Regions from separate parts of the Mus musculus genome. Here region 2 is linked to region 1. Evidence: chromatin contacts called from public HiChIP or PLAC-seq data. All regions are on one chromosome and are shown on one strand. Each heading gives the region's core, a stretch centred on a gene start, on an enhancer-like site or on the middle of the called end of the contact. The rest is flanking DNA. Distances are from core to core; before and after follow the strand shown.

What was found. HiChIP or PLAC-seq counts read pairs in DNA pulled down with a chosen protein or histone mark.
Region 2: an H3K27ac HiChIP or PLAC-seq map of VIP interneurons shows a contact between it and region 1, with 19 times the contacts expected there. The contact joins two enhancer-like sites. A contact is called at or near these places in 13 of 39 promoter capture datasets (the 3T3-L1 cell line, 3T3-L1-derived adipocytes, the HPC-7 cell line and 8 more), 1 of 15 datasets of contacts at CTCF or cohesin (stem cell-derived epiblast-like cells), 5 of 484 Hi-C or Micro-C datasets (cerebellar granule neurons, cortical neurons and stem cell-derived motor neurons) and 4 of 115 datasets of contacts at active chromatin or transcription factors (SST interneurons, VIP interneurons, embryonic basal ganglia and 1 more).

What each region holds. Positions count from the first base shown.
Region 1 is chr12:49,396,568-49,403,303 of GRCm38.p6, forward strand. The region is part of intron 2 of 3110039M20Rik (RIKEN cDNA 3110039M20 gene); the gene reads left to right. Among named protein-coding and RNA genes, the nearest start is that of 3110039M20Rik, 10 kb to the left of the region's middle. Within about 2 kb of position 4,569, at least 122 of the 459 cell types and tissues checked have an H3K27ac peak or open chromatin away from gene starts, as enhancers often do. A contact at or near this core is called in VIP interneurons, cortical neurons and hippocampal neurons, where this site is marked.
Region 2 is chr12:51,186,127-51,192,174 of GRCm38.p6, forward strand. No RefSeq gene overlaps it. Among named protein-coding and RNA genes, the nearest start is that of Gm34745, 32 kb to the left of the region's middle. Within about 2 kb of position 2,270, at least 15 of the 459 cell types and tissues checked have an H3K27ac peak or open chromatin away from gene starts, as enhancers often do. A contact at or near this core is called in VIP interneurons, cortical neurons and hippocampal neurons, where this site is marked.

The DNA of each region.
Region 1 (6,736 bases), core at 3,319-5,818:
ACAAAAATTTATAATATTTGAATTATAGTTATCTTAATGTGCTGATGGACTAGAAGTATTTTAAGAGCCACTGAAAGAAAGTATCCATTTTGGTTTTAGATGTACAAACAGCAAAACTAGAGGGTGCGCCTGTTTTTATGTGTATATGTGTAGTTAAAGAACTATACTATCAAAACATTAATTATATTTGAAAGAGCAGGAACTTATTGTAAGGAAAAGTTCACTGCTGGGTTTCTATTCCATAGAGCATCCCTGAGAGGGGTGAGTTTGTCTCCTTGTCTTACAGTATGCTTCCTTTTCAGAGAGAATCATAAGAGGAGCAGAGAGAAGGAAAAGGCTGATTTGGAGGGGAGAGATCTTATATGCTAGGATGGTCCTGAGCACAGGGAATCCATGTGAAAAATCTGGTGACATGGGGGTCATTCATCACATCTTTGTTCTCTGCTTTAAAAAAATGGTTTGTAAGTCTATCAAACAGATTACTGATAATCTGGGGGGGGGAGTGATTGGGTGACTAAAATATATATCAGTTATCATAGTCTTGATCTCCCAAGTCCTCGTTATTTCACAGATGCAAAAACTTGGTGTCCAAAATTTAGATTTTCTTCCTTCTAAATTCTACATCGTTATGAATCATCTATGATCATTTATAGTTTGGGCTTAATTACTAGTTCTCAGCCTTAAATTACCAATAAACTAATTAATCTGACTAATCTTCCTAAACTCCCAGTGAATACTATAACAACCACAACAAGAAAAGTAACAAACCTGCAACAATGTTGCCAAATAAACTATTAATAATGACAAACTTAAGTTCCATAGCAGAAGTTAACTTAAAATAATTCTAAGGCTAGCAGGAAGAAAATCAAACCCACTTCAGCCTTAGATTTATGTTACATGGGAGGTTGAGCATTCAGCCAAGTTCATGTTTTGCTCACGAATGATTTCTGTCTAGATAAACTCAAGTTTCTGAAGAAAGACTCCCTTAGTAGGTCCTGGTAAATGTTACTGAGTGCTTCTATATTCAGACTCCATCGTGGCTATGGACATGTTCCCCTGAAGATGTATGTCATTCTTAAAGCAGTCTGGAACAGAGGTAGACATGTGAAGGGTTCTTGAGTGGAGGACTAGGGTATCATCTCCCTAGATCACTTATGGTCAGTAGCAAAGTCATGGTATTTAGAAACTATGTTCACAAAGCCAAGGAAATTAATAAGAGTTTTAAGTGTCCAGTGAAGTCAGAGATCATGGATCTACTCTGTAAAGCTAGACATAGCATCTTAGCATCAGTATCTCTTCCCACCCCAGAATGAATTCTTTTGATTGCTTTAGGAACAGGCAGATGTAAAGAAGATTAAAGAAAGTAGATTTAGTGGTAGTAGTCTTCGCCCGTGGTCTAGCTAGGAAAGCAAAACCCATTTCTCCATGTACAAGAGATGCTTCTCTGGCATCTATCCATGTTGGTTGAGCAAATGGTAGCTCAGTCCTAGGTGGAAAAAGTCTGTTAGTAGGTCTACACTTAAACTACTCTAACATCATCTCAGTCTAATATTCTTCCTGTCTACTGAACACCACTTTCACCCTCCACAAAAAGGGAAATGAAATAAAATGAAGGAATTAAAAGGTATGGGGTTAGATTTGGCATTTAGCATTTTAGCATTTGGCATTCAGACACATGTTAATTCTCAAGCAGGTGGTTTATTATTGCCCCCTTTTATTGAGAAGAGAGGGCAGCTGGTTAGGAGAGGAAGGGCAGTTGTGGGAAAGGAAAACAGACACTAAGGTAGAAATCCCTTGTCAGTTCAGCACCTATGGCCACATGAAGAGAGATCTGAGTCACAGGATGGATTGGTGTAAGATTAGCTGCATGCATGTGACCCTAGCAATGTACAATAAAGCAGACCCTAGACTCTTAAAAAGGTAAACAAACAAACAGAAAACAAAAACAAAGACATAAATATCAGTAGCCAGTTTGTGTTCTGGAAACATTTATTTATTTATTTATTTATTTATTTATTTATTTATTTATTTATTTATTTATGTGAGATATTTCCTTCAAACCTCAGTGAACACACAATCCACAACAGAAATATTAAAAGAAGGAAGCAAGGGAGGGGACAGGCACAGCCCCCATTGCTTTAGTTCTTTGTGATCTTTGCTGTTTATGGAAGGAGACTGAGCACCCTTTTACATTTCCTCATAGCCTTTTCATTTTAATGAAAACATTTCCAGTTTGTGAGAACGTTATTTCATTAAATTTCAGCAAAGAAAGAGATGCTTTCATTTCGGAGAATAAATTCACTGCAGTGATGTTCAGTTCTCATGCATCTCTGTACGTCTGCAGTGGGATGTGGCAGATTTGGGTGCTAGTAGATCCACATTTCAGTGGCACCTCAGAATTTCTCAATGCTTGGAGTTTAATAGCCCACTGAATTCACCCCAATTCCTCTGTAAATATACTTCTGCAACTTAAAATAAAACAAGAACATCTCATATTTAATTACAATCAAAATAATGTCTTAAGGAGGATATTTTGTTACCATGGTTCTTTTATTAAGAATTGTGCCTTTTATTAAGAAATAGAACTATCACTTGTTTCAGTAAGAAAATTAAGGGAAGTGATCATTACTAAAACATGGCTCTCAATTCGATTACATATACTCACTAAATATGGCTTTGGAAGAACTTATTTTCTAATATCTTGTATTTTATTTTATATGACTGAGAACTTCTGAACCAAAACTGGAATGTGCAACTGAGAATAACTACATTTAATGATTCTCTGGTGATGATATTTGATGTAAATAAAAACTGAAAGCATTTATTTTAGTGTTACCAGTATGCAGATACTCTTGTGCCTGTAAAGTTTACAAACCTATTTAATTAAATTAATAAGCTTCTATAGCCCAATACCTTAATAAATTTTTAGTCAACAGAAACCATATATTTAAATGCTTATTCATATCCAATGTATGCCAAACTAAATGTACCAAGCATTGCTTATTTCATGCAAATTAAAAGTCAAATAAATATTAGCATTTCTTTTAAAGTACTGGTAATTGAGATTTACTTGAAATCTGCAGATACTGAAGGAAATCTTTGCAGATGCATCTTTATATTGTGAGCAAATATAGATTTTTCTTCCATACTGGGACATGGAGGAGTGAAGAATTAGAGTTGAGTTTCCTGGAATGAAGCTTTTCTTTTAGCAGTAAGCCAAGACATACAAATTCCATCCATTATTCACACTCTATTAAATAAAAGAAACATACATTTTCACAGGCAGGAGTAAGTCCAGGTCAAAAAGAATGAATTGTTTCAAATGTTGCTAACGGTTTTTCCCAACAAAGAATTTTTTCAAGGAGGGTGCAACCAGATCTGTTGTAACTGGCAAAACAAAACATGAAGGTTATGCTGTGGGGATTTAGTGGCTCCATTGGCTGAATATTTGCGAGGCACAGCATTGCTCTGAGTAAGGTTGTGCAATTCTCTTTTATTCTTGAGGACAGGCAGATGCTCAGAGGTGTCTATGTGCAAAGGTCTTGGTTACTGCTAACTTGAAAGATTTTTCAGGACGCAAGAGGATAAAAAAAATGCATGTTTATTGTCTTTTAAAACACACTTTCCATTAGGCTGTGGCTTCCAGCCCTGGCTTCACAGCCGGCAGCTAGCTTTCAGGAAAATGGGGCTCTGGTGTAGTAGCGCAGTTAATGAGGAAAGGATGGCTAGGAAACCCCAACTTATAACCCCATCAAGGGAATTCTCATTGGCAGACACACTAGGAAATGGTACCTCAAAAAGGGTCGTGGGAAGATGGTAATTTTCTTTAGGTGAGTTTTGGAAAGATGCTAAGTGAAATACTGTTTAGGCGATGGGATTAATCGCGCAGCTTACATCGAATGTGCCGGAAATCATGCTCTGTGCAAATGAAAATGAAGGAGTTTTATGCATATTCTAATTTTCCCTCTTTGGCTGCTATTTTGGAGGAAAAGGCTTCTTTTGCTGATGGTGGGACTTTTTTGTTCTGCACAGGAAATGTGTAAATGAACACATTTTTCCCCCTGTTTTTCCTTTCCATTTCCCTCCTCCACTCTCCCCCTCCCTTTGTCAATAACCACATGTAGTTAGGATACTGAGTTCAGATTCTGAGCCCTGACTGCTTTCCCTTTCCAGGTAAGCAGGCAACAGACCCATTGGCAGACCCCTGGGGTCATTAGGCTTGGCCTTTGGGAATGGAAGTGAAGTTTCTATAATACTGAGGTGGAGGATTTGTAGTAGCAACTTCGTCTGGAATCTCTTCTCACTTTAGATCCTACCGGAGCTTATAAACAATGTGGTGGAAGTGCCCTGACTATTAAGACTAGTAAGGGGAGTGATTTTTAATTATACCGTGACAAGCAAGCGACTTTCTACTTCCATTTTCATAAGCCAATCATCTACTGGGGCTTAGTTAATAGGGGCTCTTGGCGATCCTCTGGCGGACTTTGTGCGAACTCCTGAACCGAGCTAGTGAAGGGTGTGTGGAGACTGAGGGCGGGAGAGAGAGGGTTGCTGAAAGGAAAGGGGTTGCTCCCTCCATCCCCTCCTGCGCTGGGCAGGCTTTTCAAAACTAATTCAGGGTAGGGCGGGGCGAGGGAAGACGCCAACAGACTTGAGTTTCTCCCTTTTCAGTCTCTGGATAAACAAAACCTCGGGAACAATCTTCTTCCCAGTTTAGACTGAAAAGCGTGGCGCGACTCGAGCCCGCGCGCTCTTGCGCTCTACCGCGCCTCGGGAAGCAGGGCGCCGGGCTCCACGGTCCGGCCGGGCCTCCGCGCTCTCCTCGCGGCCCTTGGGGAGCCTCCCGGCCCGGCCTGTTGGCGCTGGACGGTCCCTGGACCCAAGGACCCTCGCGGCGGAACCCAGCCATCCTCCAGCCCTGGCTCCCCGAGCTCGGACGCAGCTCGCTAAGGCGCCTGGCGCTGTCTGCCAAGTGCCGGGAGACCCTCCGGCCGCGTGCCCGGGGCTCCGCAAGGAGGAACCGCTGGGAAAGGCCGGAGCGGGCGCCCGGAGAAGGCCTGCGGCGACGCCGCCGGGGCCTGGAACCCTCCGGCGGCGGGCTTCTCGGTCGTCTAGCGGCACCGCCCCTCCTCCGCAGGTCCTCACCGGACCTTCGGCCAGCCCGGTCCCCGGCCTGGGGGGTTCGCTCCTCTCTCTCTCTTCTCACAACAGTCACGTGGCTGAAGGGTGGTTTGGGCACCGGGAGGCTCCTTCCTCCTGGCTGGTGGTGATGTCTTAAACTTTTCCTCTCCAGTTGTTTATATATAGTTTCGGCTTTCTTTAAATGCCTTCACTTCCTAAGTGAGCAGAAGGGAGCTCAAGGCTGAAAGAAAAGGCCCAACGAGAAGGAAATCACTTCTGACTTTTCAGACCTTTTCACTTGCCCCTTTCTCCACCGCGGGCCCAGGATTCACACCAGCAGCTGAGGTTTAGACCTCTTCCTTCATTGGGGCCTAGACCAGTGTCTGCACTTAAGCCTTCCCAGTAAATGGCTGGGTAAGGGATGGCTTCCTTAGACAGGATGCCCTCACTTTGAGGGTGCAGTTTTTTTTTTTCCTTACTCAGCTGAAAGGCAGATAAACACATATGTGTTATCTTGGTGTTATTTATGAAGCTATGCCCCCAAGGGGAGCGGCTAAAGTTTTGGAAATATTTTTCTTGGTTATATATATATATATATATATATATATATATATGCTTTGAATTTTAGGATGATGAAGTTAATCTTAAGGCATTTCCTTTACATTTTGCTGTCTTTTGAAAACAAATTTACTTCTTTAATAAGAGGTGAAGAATACCTTGCAAAAGGAAGTTAATCTCTCATAGAAACGACAAGATTTCTTACCTTCTCCTGCTGCTCTATTACAATTGGACACTTTTTAAACTGACTCACTTTCTTTGTTGTGTCTTTTGCATCATTTAATGATTCTTGTTCTTTAGAATAACACTTATCTTTTGAATATCATAAACATATTTTTATAACCAGGCAAGCAATTTTAGGTTTGGAAATTTGTAAGTCTAAATTCAGTCAGTCGATATATATTAAGAACATATTCTACTGAGCACCAATTGTGTAATCCATGGACTGTTCCCTAGAGCATTTTAGGTCCCACTCTCATTGATTGTAAAATAGTGAAATTATATAACCAATGAGCTAATAAGCATGAAACTAATTTGAAAGGTTATAATTGCTAATCAAATGTAAAGCATATTTATTAGCATCATTATTAAAAGGTGCCAGAGGGATACAGATAAAACCTGTTCCTATCCTCTGGGAACTTACAATCTAGTTGGGCATAAATAATGAAATGTAAATTGATAGAAATAGCTACCAAGCAATGTTCAGTGTCTGGCATAGTGAAGACAGTCAGAAAATGATTGCCTCACATAAATTTGTAGTCCTGCCATTTTTAAACAGAAATATAATACTGTAAGTAAAGGAAGGATTAATTAGGACCATTTTTCATGTAAAATAAATTTGTCCTTCATACGTCACATGTGAGGACTGGGAGCATGTAAGCTGTTTGTATGTGAGGAATAAGGTGGTATTGAGTGTGGGATATGAAAAATCAACACACAGATGAATGTGTAGCAAAACTTACAGGACCCTTATTATTGGCACATTTCTATAAAATTTTTAATACTTAGTTGTATGCATGGAGCATGTTCACGTGAATGAAGGTACACATGGAAGCCA
Region 2 (6,048 bases), core at 1,020-3,519, 1.8 Mb after region 1:
GTGCTGGACTTCTTTTTGACCAAATTCTGTGAATGCCGATGCCTCTCATTTCGAGAAACCAACCTCTCACTACAACTCTTCCCTGGAACATTCATTAAAACACAGGATGCAAAAGATTGCAGCAAATTAGCAAAATGTCTTTAAAGTAATTGAGACACACACACACAGGCACACTCTCACACAAACTCACACATGTACACATACACTCACACACACTCTCTCTCACACACATACACACACATATACACTCTCTCACACACTCTCACACAGCACATTTTCTCATGTACACACACACACACACACACACACACACACACACACACACACTTTAATTTCAAAATATGTAAAGCTAGTCTTAGACTCTGCAATTTCATGGATGAGAGCCTACCAGTAGAACTCTTGTCTACTTCAGTGGCAGCAATCAGCTGCATCAGTGAGAGGGTGAATATGAAAATAACAGAGGAAATGCACTGTGCTTTGGAGCTAAACTAGAGGCGTTTGGTGGACATATGAAAGGAAGACACCGAATAATAACAGTACAAAGTGTGTCACAGGGTGAGCTTATCAGGCCTTATACGTAGCTGATGGAGGCTATTCATTTCTTAAGTACTAGAGAGAAGCAAATCTGAGCATCTGAAGAGACACGTCCAAAAATGGCTCCTCCACTTTACAGTTGAGGATTGTCACCATATCAGAGCAGCTCGGATGAATATTTCATACGAAAGGTTTAAGTAAAGAAATTTTCAGGAGACACCTAGGACAGAAAAACCAAATTGCAATTCCATATTACAATATTGCAAGAAGATCTGACCTCTCTGTGTGGTACAATGGCACATGAGTAGCAAATGAAACAGGGCTCGGAGCACAATCCACACAAGTGTCAAGTTGTACCTGATAAACGAGTACAGAACCTGGAGCCCCATCGTGATGAGGCTATTCTGTTTTTCATGATACTTATTTTCCTAGTGCTTAAAATTCATAGTTTCTGCACAAAATAAAGTAAAGATGGCATTTGTTATACTAACCTCACTAGAGTCAGACTAGTGGAAGTTAAAAATCCCCGGTGACGTGTAGACTTATTTGCTTTGGGTTGGTAGCATCTGAAATATAATGATCGGTACCACGATCTCTTTTAAAAATGTCTCATAAACTGAGATGTGTGGGCTGCTGGGTTGGTTTAGTTTCCTCCTTATTGTTAATGGTAGCTTTTTTCCCTGTAAATAAACTTAGTTAGACTTAATGATCCTTATTGCCTTTTAATTTCGTGCAGAGAATATGTCATAATAAATAAAAGTGATATAGAATGCTTATAATTAGACAATAGTCAAAAATCCTCAATACTGTGGATAAGACTTAACATGTGCGATTTATAATGGGTAACAATTGAAAACCTCTAGAAAACAACCAGGCCGGTTCAGTTATATTTTTGCTTAAAAGGCTATTGTGTGTTGGCCCCTTTTCCCATGGTGAAGCTTAAGGTGGATAACATGCCATGATTTCAACACTGAACTCCACAGTAGAGAGAAGTAGCAGGAGGGAATGCACAGACTTCTTTCCCAAAACCCACTGCCTAACTTAAACGCCTTTTGATTGGCTTCTCATTTTCGTTCTCAACAAAAATGATTGGAAACAAGCTGCCTTAAACCCTTCACTTTAGCTGTTAACAGAGCCAATCAGAAAAAAAGACCGGTTTTGAACCTACCCAGTAAATAGGTTCAAACGTTTAAAGACATGGCTCTCAGTTGCCCTTTGCTAAAGAGATGCCTTCTTCAGTTCCTCGAGAAGAGGTTATTGGTTTTGCTTCCTGAAGCACCAAATGAATTTTAAACTGCTTTGTAATAATTAACATGTTCCAGAAAGAATCCCAGTGCTATGTTTTGATTCATTATCCCAAGAGCTACAGATGCTGTGGCGGAAGCTGCGTTCAGCTCAAGGAAAACACTTCTCAGGAAGGAGTTTTGGGGTGCTGGCCTCTGTTTTTGCTATATATTATGTAAAAAAAAGTGCTTGGAATCAACTGGAAATAATCCTACATTTAAACAAGACTCTCGTGTCAATTTTCCCCTCCCAATCATATTAAGAAGTCAGTAAAATATGAATTACATAAAACCAAGGGATTCATGTAGCCCTCACCTGTTACATAAGAAGCAGAACATTATGTAATGTGCCTTTTCTTACTAATTCTTCAAATTCTGAATGCTTTGTGTGACACCAAAGAACACTGAATAATGGTGTTTAAATATTTTTAACTGTTTGAATATGCACAGGGCATCTACACTAATATTGCAAGTAGTTTGGTGACATCTAGTGGCAATAAATGGTGACTTGCAGCCAGAAATGTTCAGATACCACAGCAAAGGAGGCTGCTGGAACCATGAGAATATAGGCAAGCAAAGAAGAGATTTCTTGCCTTCTTGAAAAATTACTTCACACTTATGGCAACTACTATAAAAATGTTGATTGTATAATGCAGAATCTTCATAAAGCATTTAGAATGAACACACATGCACACACACACACATACGAAAACTGTAACACTTCCACCTACAAGAAACGACCATTCATATTAAACATTTTCTCTTCCTCACTTTGTATGTTTTGATGATCTTTCCCACTAAGTATGGAAATTCCCAGTATATAACCTTATAGCCTGGTTTGTAACCATACAGCTGTTTTTGCATGCCGCTTGTGTAACAATGAGAGCTCTGAGAGGACTTGCACTTCACGGCTGGATGCCATACATCGACACGTCCATGGCTTCTGTGTGACAACCCAGGACGGAGCAAGAGCACAGTTGCAGAGAGGGTCTTTCACTGCAGCAGTTTTTAAAGTACTACGTTGTTCAGACACATGACAAATGTGTGCTTTGCATTTATTGCTGTGTTAGTGGAGCCTAAAGACATGAGAAATGATGGGCCTAGACCTTACCACAGACTCAAGCATTCTAAGAAGGAAGAAGGAAGTGTATTTTAAATCACAGAGCTATGAGCAGTGTAAAGCATCTTACACTGGGTGTAGTTAGAATTTCTAGTAAAAGGAGGAGCAGTCGATCCTTAAATGAGAGATAACAGCTGGGTGGGAGTTGAGAGTAAGCAAGAACCAAAGGTACGCTGGGCATGGTGGTGCACACCTTTAATCCCAGCACCCGGAAGGCAGAGGCAGGCGGATTTCTGAGTTCGAGGCCAGCCTGGTCTACAAAGTGAGTTCCAAGACAGCCAGGGCTACACAGAGAAACCCTGTCTCGAAACAGACAAAAAAAAAAAAAAAAAACCACGAAGGTACTTTGCTAGAAGCAAGCCTGAGCAAAGTCAAGAATGGACTGGCATGATGTGGGCTGGTATCCCCCAGGGAAAGCCACAGCAATGGCCCATGTGACTGGAAGAGGAACAGAAGTAGATGGTGGAGGCTTACCAGCATAGTTAGAATATGCACTGAACATTCCTTTTTAAGGACTGCAACGTGATTACGTTAGCATCCTATAAAGTCGTGCTGAGGAAGTATAGCGCACAAATAACAGAGACCAGCTAGTGGGCTGCCACAGCATTCAAAGAATGAGGATGAGGCCCGAACCCCTAAATACTAAAGTTAGACAGAAAGCCGGAGATCCACAAGCTAAGAGAAGACAGACTAAAAGACTCAAATGTGCTGGTCAGCAGAAAGGGCGTGCCAAGGGGCATGTGGGCCTAGGCTGACTATGACTAGAGGGAAATCAGACAATGATTAACTTTGGAGAAATGTATATGAATTTTAAACTGCACACTGACAATGTGGTTCAATGTTAACCCAGCTTTAGTGCTCTTATTAACATATAAATGTGTGTGTGTATGTGTGTGTGTGTGTGTGTGTGTGTGTGTGTGTGTGTGTGTGTATACATGCATACATATATGGTCAAGTTATTAGGGACTTTCTTTAGCAGATGGGTCAAAATTAGTACATCTTCACCACCCCAATGCCAAAGAATGCTGGTACTGTGGGTAGGATGGTTAACATCTCTAATTGGCCCCTGTACAATACCAGGACTTAGGGGGTAAAAGGAGTGCTCAAAGGGTTAGAGACATAATCAAAGAGACTCAAAGGAAAACTAATTTTAGCTGTCACTGAGGTTTGTCTGTATCGTGTCATTAAGAAGACTAAATGACCTGCTGAACTGTGATACTGAGAATGCATTGCTACTGTGGAGAACGGCAAGATGATAGACTCAAGCTGTCTGATGACTCTGTGCCTGTGCCTACATACATACAAAGTGCAGGGGAGAGCTTAGAGGGGCCTGGATCCCCTGAGCAGTGATCCTATGTGCTGTCAGCATCAGCATGCACCGCCCTTGGCATGTGCTACAGCTGCCACTGACAGCGAGCTCAGCTAGGGATGACTGCTTTACAGACATTATTATCTCATTGGAATTCTCCCGAAAAGTCTCTGAGTTTGACCCTTTGATGCTTATGCAAGTTTACATCATTTACCCAGAGCCACTCAACCCATCGGCAGAGAAGCTTAGATTCAAACCGTGCTCTCCAACTCTAAACCTCTTTCTCTCACCATGGCCCTCCCTCACTTTGGCTCTGTTCATTTTTTTTTAACATACCAGGTTCTGTTTTGTTGTTGTTTAATACTTTGCAATGAACCGTGCATGCCTCTAGCTAAGTTATTAATATCAACATAGCTTTTTCTTCATTCTTCAGGCTTGTGGTTCCACAATTGACTTTGTAGTATCTCTTGTTTTGCTTCAGAGCAGATAGAGCTGGTATGTGAGAGACAGGTGGCAGCCAGTTGCTATGGCAATTGCCTGTCATTAATGATAAAGGGTAATTACTGCAGCAAATTTCTGTTTAGCTTGAAAATCTGACTTGCCCCCTCCCCACAGGGGGCACAACCCTTTATCCCCTCTCTACTCACAATGGTCTATCATGTGCCTGGACCACTTAGCATCTCTGCTAAGAGCTAGTGAAGCCTGACTTCTTAAAAACAGAAGAAAGACTAGATGAGTCACGTCTGAAAACAGCTCAGAAAGATTCACATTTCCCACATTTATTGACTGTCTAAACGTGCTTTCCCTTAATTAAAATTTGCCAAAAATACTACAACCCCACACCTTACCCATCCATAGACCAAGTTCAATGATTTTTTGAATGACAACAAGGCTTAATTACTAGACGGTCACAATATAAGAACAAATGACGTTTTCTAACTGACTTACAGAGCTATATTTAATGTTATATCATATATTTAGTGTTATAAGTTTTCCCCAACTCAGCTAGCAGCCCTTCACATTTAGTGTGCCAGAGGCACTGTGAGTGGAGGCTTTCTGTAGGAGTTCAAAATGGGAAAATTTTACCCATGTTAGGTTAGAGACTATGATAAATAAATATTGTCAGAAAATAAATGGCAAAATGAAAACCCAGAAACTGCAAAACAGAATAAAATTAAACACCTGTGTTGTTCCTCGTCTCCTTCCACCCCTGGCATCCAAATATGTCTCCTTCAGCTTCTTCTCAACCATAGTTCATAATCACTTTGCATGCCAGTGAGGAATCCCCAGGCCCTGTTCTCACAAACAAGTAATGGCAGTCCTATTACATAATTATCTTTTTCTTTTTCAAGTCCTCTCTTACATTTGATATCCAAGATATGGAGAAATGGGTGAGATTTGAATCAGAGATAATGTACTGTTCTAAGAACATAGAGTGTGTGCTTTTCCTGGAGACCAGTGTGTCAACACATCTAAAATTCTATTCCCTGAGCTGGGCTTGCTAATCAAGGCTGTGTGTTGCTCTAAGTTTTTGCACGTGGCCATGGAGTACTAAAATGGAGGACATTTAAGAGACTTGGGGTTGTGTAACAAATGTGGGAAGGGGAAAGATATGGTTGTATGGTTCACACCCAGAGCCTGGAGTGTAAAGAGAACGCTTGTCACCTAGGAGCAAGGAAGCATTCGATTTTTTATCAAGGCGGGATAATGCTTTTTCGTCTTGAGAATCTTAAAGCAACAAAGAAAATGAGGGAGTGTGTGCAGAAAGTTGTAGCCAACTCTCTCTTGAGTTTCTGTTCTAT